Linked DNA regions of Rattus norvegicus: region 2 is linked to region 1. Evidence: chromatin contacts called from public Hi-C data. All regions are on one chromosome and are shown on one strand. Each heading gives the region's core, a stretch centred on a gene start, on an enhancer-like site or on the middle of the called end of the contact. The rest is flanking DNA. Distances are from core to core; before and after follow the strand shown.

The links. A called contact is a pair of places that touch in the nucleus more often than the background predicts.
Region 2: a contact with region 1 is called in a Hi-C map of mammary epithelial cells, with 2.4 times the contacts expected there. The contact joins the enhancer-like site here to the promoter of Hnrnpa3 in region 1. A contact is called at or near these places in 4 of 12 Hi-C or Micro-C datasets (the A7r5 cell line, the Rat2 cell line, liver and 1 more).

Annotation. Positions count from the first base shown.
Region 1 is chr3:80,982,868-80,989,770 of GRCr8, forward strand. It overlaps Hnrnpa3 (heterogeneous nuclear ribonucleoprotein A3), which reads left to right and starts at 3,067. Exons shown (of 11, transcript NM_001111294.1): 1 at 3,067-3,218; 2 at 5,390-5,512; 3 at 5,592-5,738; 4 at 5,817-6,027; 5 at 6,436-6,525; 6 at 6,610-6,705; 7 at 6,801-6,881. The coding sequence starts at 3,147.
Region 2 is chr3:81,098,145-81,104,910 of GRCr8, forward strand. No RefSeq gene overlaps it. Among named protein-coding and RNA genes, the nearest start is that of Agps, 53 kb to the right of the region's middle. Within about 2 kb of position 1,842, at least 10 of the 93 cell types and tissues checked have an H3K27ac peak or open chromatin away from gene starts, as enhancers often do. A contact at or near this core is called in liver, where this site is marked.

The sequences.
Region 1 (6,903 bases), core at 1,817-4,316:
TTTTCCAGAACAGATTTACAGATGTGGCACCACTCAGAGTTTACGACTGCATGTGGAACCGAACTGCTTCACAGCAAGACTACATGCACACATTTAGTGTACAGACAGGAAGCAGAAAGCTTACCATGGGCTACAAACACATACAGATATTCCTATATAGACCTGGATTTGCCAGCATCTAGATGAGGTAGTCCTGAAAGCCCTGGAGAACCAGGCCTATGCGCTAAAATGTAGTACCAAGGATATTCAGGAACCCCAAAAGACCAATCAGGAGCCTATCCAATGCGATCACACCAGGGTCTTTATTAACAAGGTCAAGCTTGGGGCTTAACACACTGCAGACCCACAGGACAGTTCTGGTGAGGAAAGGCCCATCAATGGAACAAGGTTTCATAGAAAATGGCAATCAAGCAGTGAGTGTTTCTGGCCTTGCAAGCATCTAATTGGGGTGTTACTATGGCCTTTAGTGTAATTGGCTGGTGCTAGGAGCCAAACCATAAACTTCTGGTATTTTTTTTTTTTTAATTGGTGGCTATTAGGCAGGTTATCAAACCCAGGTGTAGATTCGTTGAGGAATAACCTGGAAACCAGTGCTAGATTCGGGATTTGTTGGGGAACATACCTGGAGAAGCAGGCCTTGTTTGAGGTAGCCTGGAAACTGGAGCTAGGCTCAGGTTTTATTGGAGGTAAACTGGAGACTGGAGCTAGATACTGAACTGTTAGCTTACTTGAGTGTAAACTTCGGTCAGGCTTTCTAAGATGGAGTCTAAAGCCAAAAACTCGGTCTCTCAAAACCATCTCGAAAAACCAAGGATCAAAAAAAGAGAGGTAGGGTTGGGGATTTAGCTCAGTGGTAGAGCGCTTGCCTAGGAAGCGCAAGGCCCTGGGTTCGGTCCCCAGCTCCGGAAAAAAAAAAAAAAAAAAAAAAAAAGAGAGAGAGAGGTAGCTGAGCATGCCCCAGGGAGCAAGCCAGCCAAAGATCGGCTGTAGTTTCTGCCTCAATTCCTGCCTTGATTTCCTTCAGTGGTGACCACGACCTGGAATTACACCAGGTTTTCCTCTTCTAAGTTGGTTTTGGTCATGGCGTTTATTACAGCAACAGAAAGCAAACTAGAACCAGGGTATCCTGTAGCCCAGGGTGGCCTCACACCCACTTTGTAAATGTCCTTGAACTGTTTTGAGACAGGGTGTCTATGTCCAAGAGCTAGCTGGCCTGGTACTCTCAGAGATCCTTCTGCATCTGCTTCCTGATTGCTGTGACTAAAGTCCTGAGGCACCACATGTGGCTGCCCTGGTTCTTTTGAAATTCCCAACCTCCATTCCCCAAGCACTGTGAGTTTGAGGGATTAGAAGGTGTGTCACCCGTCCAGTGTGCAGAGATGAGGATCCAGGCTAAGGCCTCACGATTGAGTGTTGGAATTAAAGGTGTGTGCCACCATCTGAATCCATTTCTAATCTTTCACAGGAAGGAACAGTTAAACTACAAAGGAATTTGTTACACAGAATGTTAAAATATGCAATTTGTTTCAGGAAAAGACTTTGTCAATTGTGCCTCCCCCCCCCCCCGCCCCAATACTTTTAAATAGAGATCTGCAAATTTTTTTCTTTCCTTTTGAGACAGGGTCTCACTATATATACACTGGCTCCCTGAAACTCCACGTAGGGCCAGAGACACATCAGCCTCTTTCTTCAGAGTAGGCTAGAGGTGTCCCATACTATGCCTGGCAAATCTGTAAATTGTTAATCTACAGTTGTGGTGAGAAGGCTAGGCTGATTCCACGACAGGCTTCAAATTAGCAGTTAAGGAACTAGGCCTAAAATCCCAGGCTTCAGCTAGTCAGAAACTGCCCCACCACCTGGCCTGAAACAAGGACAATGGGTCAATAGTTTCCAGCCAGCCCCCACGCCCCAGTAATGGAATGTTCTTAGAGATAGCAGTAGAACACAGCCCACCTACCCCCGGATTCCTCAGCAACAGTTTCCAGCCACCACACCCCGGCAACGGTTCTGGAATACCTAGAGAAAGACAACCACCAACCCCGGGATTCCACTAAGGTGCTTTAAACTGAGCCTGCGAACTTATTTCCGGCTCTATCTTGGTAATGGGAAACTCCAGCATGCTAGACGTCTACAGAATAAAACATTTTGCGTTTACATGAGTCCGGGGGGTGTCATTCTTCAGCGAACCATGGCCCCTTACAGTGGGTGTTTCGAGATCACCTAATCCTATGTTCACTTTTACTTGAGCAACTAAAGTCCAAATGATTCCGAATCCCTTTGCCAGGCAGAAAAAGGATTCGACTTATTTCATTCACATGCTGCACAGTAAAACTTGAAACAGATGACCACATTAAATAAGGAACAAATATCTAGTCAACAGGTAGGTAGCCTATATGGCCAGAAGCCTTTTAGAAACTTTGGAAATGGTCCCATTCTCTAGATTCTGTACCCAAAACAAGTGGTTCTGCTTCTTCCTCGCAGACTATCTTAATCTTTTAAATAAGCAAGTTGCCTAAGGTGAAATCTTATTAACTCAGCCGCATTTTGCGGTCTGTGAGAAGTGCAAGACTGAAACTTGCAGTGTGGGTCTCCCAAGCTGGCGGAGCCATATTTTCCACACCTCGGCTTCCGATATTTGGGCACCCGCGAGGAAGGCGAAGGGGTCAATCGACTTTCTTACAACCTTAAGTCTCAAGTAAGAAAAGCGTGACTTTAAATCTGGCACTGGAGTGGGGCGAACTCGGAAATAGAGACCCAGAAGAGCGCGGGGGAGGGGCGAGAGGCGCTGGAAGAAAGGGAAAGGCCTTTCTCTAAGCTGACGCGCGGTCACGCGGCTTTCTCCCGACGTGGGCACTCGCTATTGGTCAAGCTGCAGCTGACGTAAGCGTAGCTGCCGGGCGCGAACCGCGGCGAGGGCGGCGCTGCGTTGGAAGTTGGCGAGGCGCGCGCGCTCCCGTTGGCGGCCCAATCCCTGCTCTCCACTCTCGGCCCGCCAACCCACTGGTCCAGTCGCGCTCCGCTTTGGCGTGACCCCGCCCCCGATGGGCGGGCGGCGCGCGGATAGAACATCACGTGGTTACTAGCCCCGCCTCTTCCTCTCGGTCCCATATTGAACTCGAGTTGGAAGAGGCGAGTCCGGTCTCAAAATGGAGGTAAAACCGCCGCCCGGTCGCCCCCAGCCTGACTCCGGCCGTCGCCGCCGCCGCCGGGGGGAGGAGGTATTAGGGGGAGAGCGGGGGGTTGCTGGGTAGTTGCCGGCTTGGGGGGGCTTTGGCTCGATGGGAGCGGGGAGGCCGGGGGAAACCGGGACGATCGTCCCGCGCTTTGCTCTGAGGGCGGTGGGAGGGGGAGGGGAGCGGGCCGAGTGGCCTCATCCAGGCCCTCCTTCGCCCTGGTCCTCTCGGCCGGCCGCACCAGCAGCCCTCGAAGACGCGGCGCGGCCGGGGAGTAGGTCTGCGGCCCGGCGAGGAGCCCTCGGGCTGTGGGGCCTGACTGGCGAGGCCGCGGGCGGCATGGCGGGCCTCCGCGGGAGCGGTTGGGAGGAGGAGGTGGGGGAGGGGAGGAGCACATCCGGGCGAGCGAGCAGGCGGGCGGCGGCCACATTGACATTGATCTGCCGCCGCGTTACGAAATGGCGCATTGGCCCGCAATGGCCGCCGCCTGGCTACGCCGCCAAGAAGGAGTGCGCGGGATTGGAGGGAACGGCGGGAGGCGGCCGGGCAGAAAATGCCGCAGATGGCCTCCAGGCTCCGGGCGCGGTGCTTTCCGCTGGGGTGCTGCCGGCGCGGATCTATCTAGGCCTTGGCGGGCCTTCTGGGTGATGACAATCCGCGCAATATTCTGGCCGGATTTTCTCAGCGCTCATTTGGGGATACATTACTGAAAAGCTTGCTGCTTTAAGGTGCTTCCTAACCCGCTGCTTGTGCTCAAGGATTTGGAATGGAGTATTTACAGCGTCCTACGGTTGAAGTCTTAACCATTTCGGGGTTTTGAGTGTAGTTGTTTATTTGGAACTTATTTATCTAATTTCTCATATTTCGGATTGGCCCGGGTTATGGTTTACTGGATTTTGGTTTTAGAGAACTGCGATCACACTCGAACATAACCACGATTACGTGAATTTTGTGTGTATAGAGATGTTGTTTTTTGTGTATTGTCAAATTCATTTATCCGAGGCTTGAATAAATGGGACTAAGTGAATTATTTGGGTAGTTGATCATTTAACGGGTTTCTGGTATGTGGCTGTTTTTATTATATTGAATGTCCTAACATTTCTGTTTCTAGAGAATGGAAGATGTTTTAAATGTGTAAATGTGAGCCCCCGTAAGGACTTGTGTTGAATTGTCTTAATGCGTTCATTAAAAGCGTTCACGCGAAAGTAAAACCTTCAAAAGAAAGTCACAGTGTAGATTATTTCCTAAGTCAGTTACGGTTTTGTTCCTAATTCCTCTGGTCAGGCAGCATGTACTATGCCTTGTAAATCCAAGTTTACGTAGTTGTGAATATAGGAATCGCATTCGAAGTCACTTAAAACCATTCGACGGAAATGGGTATAACCAAGGTAAATTGATTACAGATAGCTAAGTAGTGGAACTACGTGTGAATGTTGCGTGCCCACCTGTTATCCTAGTATTTGAAAGGCTAAGTAAGGTAGGACTGCCTCAAGTTCCAGGCTAGCTTAGCCTGCCCTTATCTTGAGCCTGCCTCAAAACTCACCCACCCACACCCTTAGTCCCTACAAGGTATTATTATGGGATTGTTTTTACGTCTTGGCTGTGTTCTGTTTTGTTCTTTGTGGGATATGCCTATTTTGCGTAGGAATGTCTTAATAACTGACTGGCTGGAAATGTGAATTTCTTTTAATTTGCCATTGTAAGCTTAAGTTGCATTTTATGGATCATGTTTTAAAATTATGGGTTTGTTGGTGTTGCAGACTGAGGACAGTGGAAATGGCATGGGTTGAATGAATAATGCTGAGTCTTTGGGGTTAATTTTTCTAGTGAATGACTTGTTACAAACATCTGAACTATTCTAGACTTTTAGTTGTAGCTTTAAAAAATTAGTTTTGAAGAAGTCTGGGACCGTTTGGGGTTCAGTTTAGTTATACTTTAAAGTGACCCCGATACCATTTTTAGAGGGTTTTGTTTGTTTTTAAGACAACCTACTCACCTCATACTAGACAACCTCATACTGGCCTTAAAAAATTGGATATGTAGTCCAGGCCAGTCTCTGTCTCCCAAACGCTGAAGTTAACTGGTGTGTATTATCATGCCCAGCGTGGAGCAGATTTTTTTTAATTGGATGGAATGTTGTTACGGGTTTTGAGACACCTATAACTTAAAGTTCATTTTCTCCAAGAAAAAAAATAACTATCAATCTTTTTCCTCAGGGCCACGATCCAAAGGAACCAGAGCAGCTGAGGAAGCTGTTTATTGGTGGTCTGAGCTTTGAAACCACAGATGATAGCTTAAGAGAACATTTTGAGAAATGGGGCACACTTACAGATTGTGTGGTGAGTTCTTGGGGTAAAAATGATCTTAGAAAGGGATGGAGACCTATAGGATTATTTAATACTTTGAACTATTTTATAGGTAATGAGAGATCCTCAAACAAAACGTTCCAGAGGCTTTGGTTTTGTGACCTACTCTTGTGTCGAAGAGGTGGATGCTGCAATGTGTGCTCGGCCACACAAGGTTGATGGACGTGTGGTGGAACCAAAGAGAGCTGTTTCTAGAGAGGTATTTTAATAACATGTTGTATAATACTTGGAACTGTTTCAGTTTGGTTTTTTTGACTTAAATTTATTTTATTTGTAGGATTCTGTAAAGCCTGGTGCCCATTTAACAGTGAAGAAGATTTTTGTTGGTGGTATTAAAGAGGATACAGAAGAATATAATCTGAGAGACTACTTTGAAAAGTATGGCAAGATTGAAACCATAGAAGTTATGGAAGATAGGCAGAGTGGGAAAAAGAGAGGATTTGCTTTTGTAACTTTTGATGATCATGACACAGTTGATAAAATTGTTGGTAAGTAACAATTTATTAACTTGTTAGTAATTTTTGAAAGGAAATAAATTTAGTTTTCATAAAACATTGAGGTCAGTAGCTCTCAATCTTCCTAGTGATGTGACTCCTAATATATATCTTTCCTCATGTTGTGACTCCTGACCATAAAATTATTTTCATTGCTACTTCATAACTAATTTTGCTACTGTTATAAATCCATGTATATTTGATATGTAGGGTATCTGATGTGACTCAATCTATAGGTTGAGGACTGCTCATCTATCTAGATCAGGATACATTTACTTCTAGAATATCCCTTCATTGTCTTCTCAGTCTACATCTTAACAGTATTTAATTGCATGGTGATAAAGGGTTCAATTTTACATGGTTTTCCAAACAAAAAATTTTTGTGTTTTACCTCAACTTTAGTTCAGAAATACCACACTATTAATGGGCATAATTGTGAAGTGAAAAAGGCCCTTTCTAAACAAGAGATGCAGTCTGCTGGATCACAGAGAGGTGAGTTGGATCAGATACACATAAATAATAGACATGAACAGTTAAGGAAAGATTTTGGAGTTTTCACTGTAACCCATGTTACAGGTCGTGGAGGTGGATCTGGCAACTTTATGGGACGTGGAGGAAACTTTGGTGGCGGCGGAGGAAACTTTGGGCGTGGAGGAAACTTTGGTGGAAGAGGTAAGATGTGCTCATTATATGTACTACTGTATGATAAGTTTACTAATAAGTTAGTTGAAAGTATAATTTTTGACTCGAACCTTGCTTTTCCTCAGGAGGCTATGGTGGTGGAGGTGGTGGCAGCAGAGGCAGTTATGGAGGTGGTGATGGTGGATATAATGGATTTGGAGGTGATGGTAAGTCTTAAATGGTGGTTTT
Region 2 (6,766 bases), core at 592-3,091, 110 kb after region 1:
AGGGCCAGCTGGCTGGACCCAATGTCCCAGAGCATGCGCTGGGCCCAGCGTGTGTTGAGGAAACAGTATTAACGGCTCAGACTAACAGTAGGGCCTCCTTCCCTACCCTCAAAACACCGCAGTCAATCACACGTGGGCTTCATCTGCTTCCTCATTCCCTTGGGCGGCCATCCAAGGAGCCCTACCAGGCAAGAACAGGAGAAGGAAGGTCTGAAATTAAATTCTGAACTAGAATATTCATGCAACTTCAGTTGACAGACAAATCACAGAATCCACTTGAGAGCGTCTAGATTAAATCTAGACAGATTAAATCTGCCAGGAAGGATGCTGAAAGTCTAGATTTGGAAATCACATTTCCTCTGGCGCAGATTTCGTTTTTGCATAGGTGTTTGTGGAGTCTGGCATCTGTGAGATTCCTACTCACTACAAACATGGAGCTGCCAGGAAATGGTTTGAAAAGAAGCCTGAAAACTGGTTTGGGTGGGGTGTGGTTGGTGGTGAGGAGAGAGAAGGGGGGGGGAAGGAGGACGGGGAGGAGGAAGAGAGAGATGGGGAGGCGAGAGGAGAGAGAGGGAGAGGAGAGAAAGAGAGGAGGGAGAGAGAGTGGGAAGGGAAGAGGGTAGGAAGAGAGGAGGGAGAGAGGGGGGAGGGAAGAGGAGAGGAAGGGAGGAGGAGGAGGGAAGAGGGGAGAGAGGATGGGGAGGGAAGAGGAGAGGAAGGGAGGAGGAGGAGGGAAGAGGGGAGAGAGGATGGGGAGAGAAGAGGGGGAGAGAGGAAAGGGAGTGGAAGGAGAGGAGAGGGGAGAGGAGAGGGAGAGATGAGAGGGAGGGAGGAGGGGGAGAGGGAGAGAAAAGGAGGGAGAGGAAAGAGGAAGACAGAGAGAGGAAAAAGGAGAGGGAGAGGGGGAGTTATAGATGTTCAGGTAAGAGAAAGATCCAAGAGCCTGTTATGCCAAGAGTTGCCATGGGTCAAAAGGAAAAAAGTCCTTCGAATTTAACTGTGTGTAGATCCCAGATTATCTTGAAGGAGACAATTCTGGGGAGTGTGCAGGAGGTGAGCAAGTTGAAACAGTGAATATAGAGAATCATCCACAAACACCAATGACCAGGGGAGGAGAGAAGGCTCAGACGGAAGGAATGTGGCATTTTTTAGTCTAGGAAGGAAGGAAGGAACTGGTAGAGAGGCAAAATTGAAGATACAGGGATTGAGAAAGAGCAGCCTAGAGACGGGATGGTGATAAAAAGGAACAGATAGGTAGTGGCTGACAGCGGGCACAGGATGCAAGGCACAATGACTCTGTGGAGTGGGTCTCAGAGGGTAAAGGACTGAGAAACAATGTCATGGCAGTGTGTATAGAGAGGAGCTGGCCCTGTCTGCACTCATCGCGGCTGCAGAGGAAGCACGGTTTTTGTGGGGAGACTGAGATTTTTCTGGCTAGAAAGTGAAGAATTAGAGGTGTCATGGGACTCGGTGATGAGATGGGATCCATGAGGAACTGTTTTGGATGAAGCATGTGTGTGTGTGTGTGTGTGTGTGTGTGTGTGTGTGTGTGTGTGTGTAAGAAGCTGACACGACAGTTCCACGGTTTGGTTAAGGGGAAGGTATTTATTATGCGTAAGAGAGAGAAAGTATCCAGAAGCATTTGGAAGAGTCCAGAGCAGAGAGAAAGAGAAGCAGATTGGACATGGTTAGGGCTGTCTTCGAGAGGAAGGTGAATAGCGAGCGAAGAGAGAATAGTGAAAGGGAGAGGGTTAGTGAGAAAGCAGAGCCATAGAGAGAGTGAGGGAGGAGGAGCCAGAGGGGAGGAGGGGCAGGAGGGAGCCAGAGGGGAGGAGCCAGAGGGGGCAGAGGGGAGGAGCCAGAGGGGCAGAGGGGAGGAGCCAGAGGGGGTGGGGAGAATAGCAGGACCTGGGGCATGGGGGACAGGGGTTATATAGAGAGTATCATCTAAGTTGAGAAAGTCCAGGATAGGAGCTTTTTTTTTTTTTCTGTACTGAAAGTACTTGTGAATAGGGACTGAGGGAGCCTGGCGTGGGTTTTGATACACAGCCACAGGTCCAAGTCAATAGAACCATGTGTCCCTTCTGCCAGAGGTAAGGGAAATGATTCCTTTTGGTAGAGGGGAACCAGTTCCACAAGTTCCTGAGGAATGCTGACTTTTATCTAACCGCCAGAAATCCTCCTATAGTTCAGGGTGAGCTGGACCTAGACTGAATTTCGGACAGAGTCAGTGGGCCTGCCCTTTTCTTGGGGTGGGTGTGTGGGTGGGAAGTGATAGGGTGATTTTTTTTTTCTCTTCTTTATAAACTCAACCAATGTGACATACTGGTCACTAAAATGTATGGGGATTTCTTTTTCCAACAATCGTTCTCCAGGGGTACAGCGTTGCGTCTTACAATTTAGCTTAGTTCTAACGTTGTTTACTGGAGGCAGCGTCAGAACTGACAAATTCCGGAGTGTCCCACAGGAGTCCTCCATTTCAGACCAATTGCAGATAGCAGGTTGTTGCCTAGGATCCTGACTGACTATCCCGGATCCGGGGTTCCCATGGCTCCTCCCCAGTATCCGTTAGTTTGCTAGAGCAACCCAGACAATAGGAAAACCTTCCATTTACTTCCACTCATTACAAAGGATGCAGATGATCAGCCAGATGGATGCAAAAGCTGGGGTGTGGGGGAGCGGCAGGGGTGGGGGTGGGAGAGTAAGCCACCCTCTGGGAACCCACATGTTCAGCCATGTGGAGACCGACCCCCAAGTTCTGTCCTGTGGGCTTTTATGGAGGTGGTATTACATACATAAACACGATCGAGTACATCACTGATCATTGGCAACCAATCCAATCTTCCACTTCCCTCCTTTACTAGAGGCTGGGGGTTGGTGACTTGGGTTTTCATTATCATTGACTGCAGCTAGAGACTCACCTGTGCACAGGTCTGTGAAGGCTTTTCCAAAGAGGAAGACCCAGTCTCAAGTCCATGACATCATCCCCTGTCCCAGCCTGAATAAAAAGAGAAAACAGAAGAAGCAAGCAGAGTACCAGTATGCATCTTGCTTTGCTTCAGAAGGGGCTGACCCATACAATGTGACCATGCAATGTGACTATCCATCTCACTCTCTTGCTGGCCTGCCTTGTGGGCTGTGACGGACCGAATGTCCTCAAAATGACCACAAAGTAAACCCTTCCTTCCTTAAGTTATTTTGGTTCCAACAACGAGAAAGCTAGGGTGCGGCTGGATTTTGGTGATCGGTTTCTATCCTGAAGCTGGTTAGGGGCCTCCGGCACCCAGTGGTTTCATTAGTAGAAGACATTCAGCACTCTGGGGCCTTCATGGGCTTTGGAGTTGTCTGCCAGGAACCAAAATTGGAAGCCAATTAATCTGTTATATTTATTGTTCCTTGATGGTGCTAGGGATTGAATCAAGTGTTTTGTGCATGCTAGGCAAGCCCTCTGTCACTGAACTACACCCACTCTTCTCTGTTAAATAGCTATGGATCTTCATCCCCTTCCTCCTCTTCCTCCCCCTCCTCCTCCTCTTCCCCTCCTATTCCTCCTTTCCCTCCCCTCCCCCTCCCCCTGCTCCTCCCCTCTTCCTCCCCCTCCTCCCCCTCCTCCTCCCCCTCCTCCTCTCCCCTCCTCCTCCCCCCCTCCTCCTCCTCTTTCTGAGACTCGGTCTCACTATGCAGCTCTGTCTGTCCTGAACTCACACTATATTGACCAGGTTTGACTTGAACGCTTAACAGATCTGCTAGCCTCTGCCTCCCGAGTGCTGGGACGACAGGCCTGTACTACTCTGATTGGGTTCTATCTCTTCTTAGATTTTATGTATATGAATATTTTGCCTGCCTGTGTGTCTGTGTACCGTGGGTATAGCTGGTTCCCACAGAGGTCAAAGAAGGGTATCTGAAACTGGAGTTAGAGATAGTTGTGACCTGTCATGTGGGTGCTAGAGATCAAATAGTATCTTCTGGAAGAGCAGCAGCCCATGCTCTTAATACCTGAGCCATCTCTCCAGCGTCTCAAATGTCTGTTTCTTATATTACCATGCATCATACTGAGGAATGAGATACTGAGTCGTGCCTAAGGAAGAGAATCCAAGGACCATAGCTCACCGGAAGGACCTCTCTTGAGCACATTTAAAGATAACAGAGATCTGGGAATGGTGGTCTAGGCAGGTCACATGGATAACTAGTCAGGAAGAGTCTATCACTTCTCTGACACTCCCGAGTCTCGGGGTTGACTGTGCTAAGGACCACTGGCTTGTACTCAGGGTATTACTGTCCTTAAGAAGCATGGAGGCTGGGCGTCATCCCAGGGCTTTGGCTACAGAGCAAGTACAGAGCCACTTGCCCATCCAGGCTCCTGCTCCTACCCAGTGTGTAGCATTTATTTCCATGCTTCTTGTCCTGCTCACTTTAGGATTTGATTTTGTCGTGACGCTCAGAGCCCATGGGAAAGTATACAGTGATCTCGGAGCACCCAAGAGTGGCCTGGGAAAGGGAGTCAGGCCAATTGGCCATAATATTAACTGATTTCAACACACACCTAATTACTCTAGGTATTCATTCAAGGACAGGCGTGATGTTAAGAGCAATTTCCTGGAATGACTGCAGGGGGAGGAAGGGGGAGGAGCAGGAGGAGCAGGAGGAGCAGGACCAGGAGGAAGAGGAGGGAGGGAGGAGGAAGAGGAGGAGGAGGGGGAGGAGGGGGGAGGAGGAGGAGGGGAAGGAGGAGGGGGAGGAGGAAGGGGAGGAGGAGGAGGAGGAGGGGGAGGAGGGGAGGAGGAGGAGGAGGAGGAGGGGGAGGAAGGAGTTCGGCATGGTGGTATATACCCATGTACTAGGGAGGTGGAGGCAGAGGTGCAGGAAGTCAAAGCCAGCTTTGGTTCCATAACAAATATGAAGCCAGCTTGGGTTGCATGAAATACTGTCTCAACTCTTCCTTTCCCCATACCTTTTAAAATTGAGAGAGAGAGAAAAGAGAGAGAAAGAGAGAGAGAATTTAAAAATCCTGTGATGTATTCAAAATTGATTTAAAAAAATATACGAACTGATATCCACTTAGTTCCTTGTTTGGGCCAAAGACAGTTTTACATATGGTATATACATATGATATATATATATATATATATATATATATATATATATATATATATATATAATTTCCCACAGAGATTTTCCATTTTACCACTTTTGAAGGTATAGGCCACCTTTTAGCCTCTGTCCAGTTCACTGCACATGGACAATTTAGAGTCCTTTGGAGCACTGTAGAGCCCTTGAAATGCCATCCGTTACAGGGGCTGGCCTCCTTGTTTTTCCCTGTCAGCAGATTCTGTGGAGAACATCTTGCTGGTAGACCCCATTTTATTGTTTAATGATGAGATTCAATGAAGCAGTGAAGGGTAAGGCTTTTAAAATATCCCTAGTGGGGCTTTGATATAGAGCATAAAGGTCTCCTCTCTGGGCCCGTTCCACTCCTTTTCTCCTGCTTTATTAATTCAACCATAAATTGCACACTTTTAATGAAGTGTTACCTTTCTGCTAACATCCCGAGCTTCAGTTCAGCACAGCGTCCAGTAGTACAGGGACCCCTTTACAGCTGGCTCAAAGCGTCAGTTGACAAGAGGATCAGACCTAGCGTTGCTACAGATCTTTTTTTTTTTTTTTTTTTTCCGGAGCTGGGGACCCAACCCAGGGCCTTACGCTTGCTAGGCAAGCGCTCTACCACTGAGCTAAATCCTCAACCCTGTTGCTACAGATCTTAAATGAAGCCATATGTCAGCAAACCAGGTGACTCGGCTTTGGGCCGTATCACATGCCTCTGTAGCCAGCTGGCTGCAGGACCTAAGAAGAGCACAGCTAACACTATTTTTAAGATACAGACAACATCATAAGCATGTAAGGGACACATACATGGAGGGGAGGTTCAATTCCCTCATCCATTGTCACTAATCTTTTGCTATGTGATTCAATATATTTGAGGAGCGGTGGGAAACTTGTTGGCCAGGCATGGTGGGCATACACCTTTAATCCCAGCACTTAGAAGGCAAAAGCAGAGACAGGTGGATTTTGATGCACTCAAGGCCAGCCGGGGCTGCGTAGTGACATGCTGTCTAGAAACAGGCCTGTGTTTGGAGGACAGTAGTCTATGGTCATTTGATGCCACTGAAACCTGAGAACCCAGACCTTCGGGCATTTTTTCACCTCTATTGCCATCTAGAGGAGAGAATTGGAAATACATGAAATAGATCCCCCAAAAGGAATTAAGGGAAAACCAATACTGGAAACATTTGTACAAAACTCTAAGGAAAATCACTACATGTTGGTGACTCCAACATTATGTTTTTCTCTTCCCTTTCCATCTGGTCAAACTGCACTTGAATATCTGCTTATGGGCTTTTATATCAACACTTCAGACATTTCCAGGGTGCCTCTTATAGACATAAAATCATGAAACTTTCTGAAACTGCAGGATTTGGAGGTGAGGTGGTTTGTTTGGTTGGTTGGTTAGTTGTATTTTTTGGGTGAAGAAATAAGAGGGAGAAGCCTTTCAACACAGAGAGACAGTTTCCTCAAGTCCATGGCCGCAGAACCTATTAGTCTTGCAAGGTGTTTATAGGTAGGTAGCGCGTCGGTTAAATACATTTTGCGAGGAAAAACAGTATTGAGCAGTGTTCTTTTTTTGTTCTTTTTTTCGGAGCTGGGGACCGAACCCAGGGCCTTGTGCTTCCTAGGCAAGCGCTCTACCACTGAGCTAAATCCCCAGCCC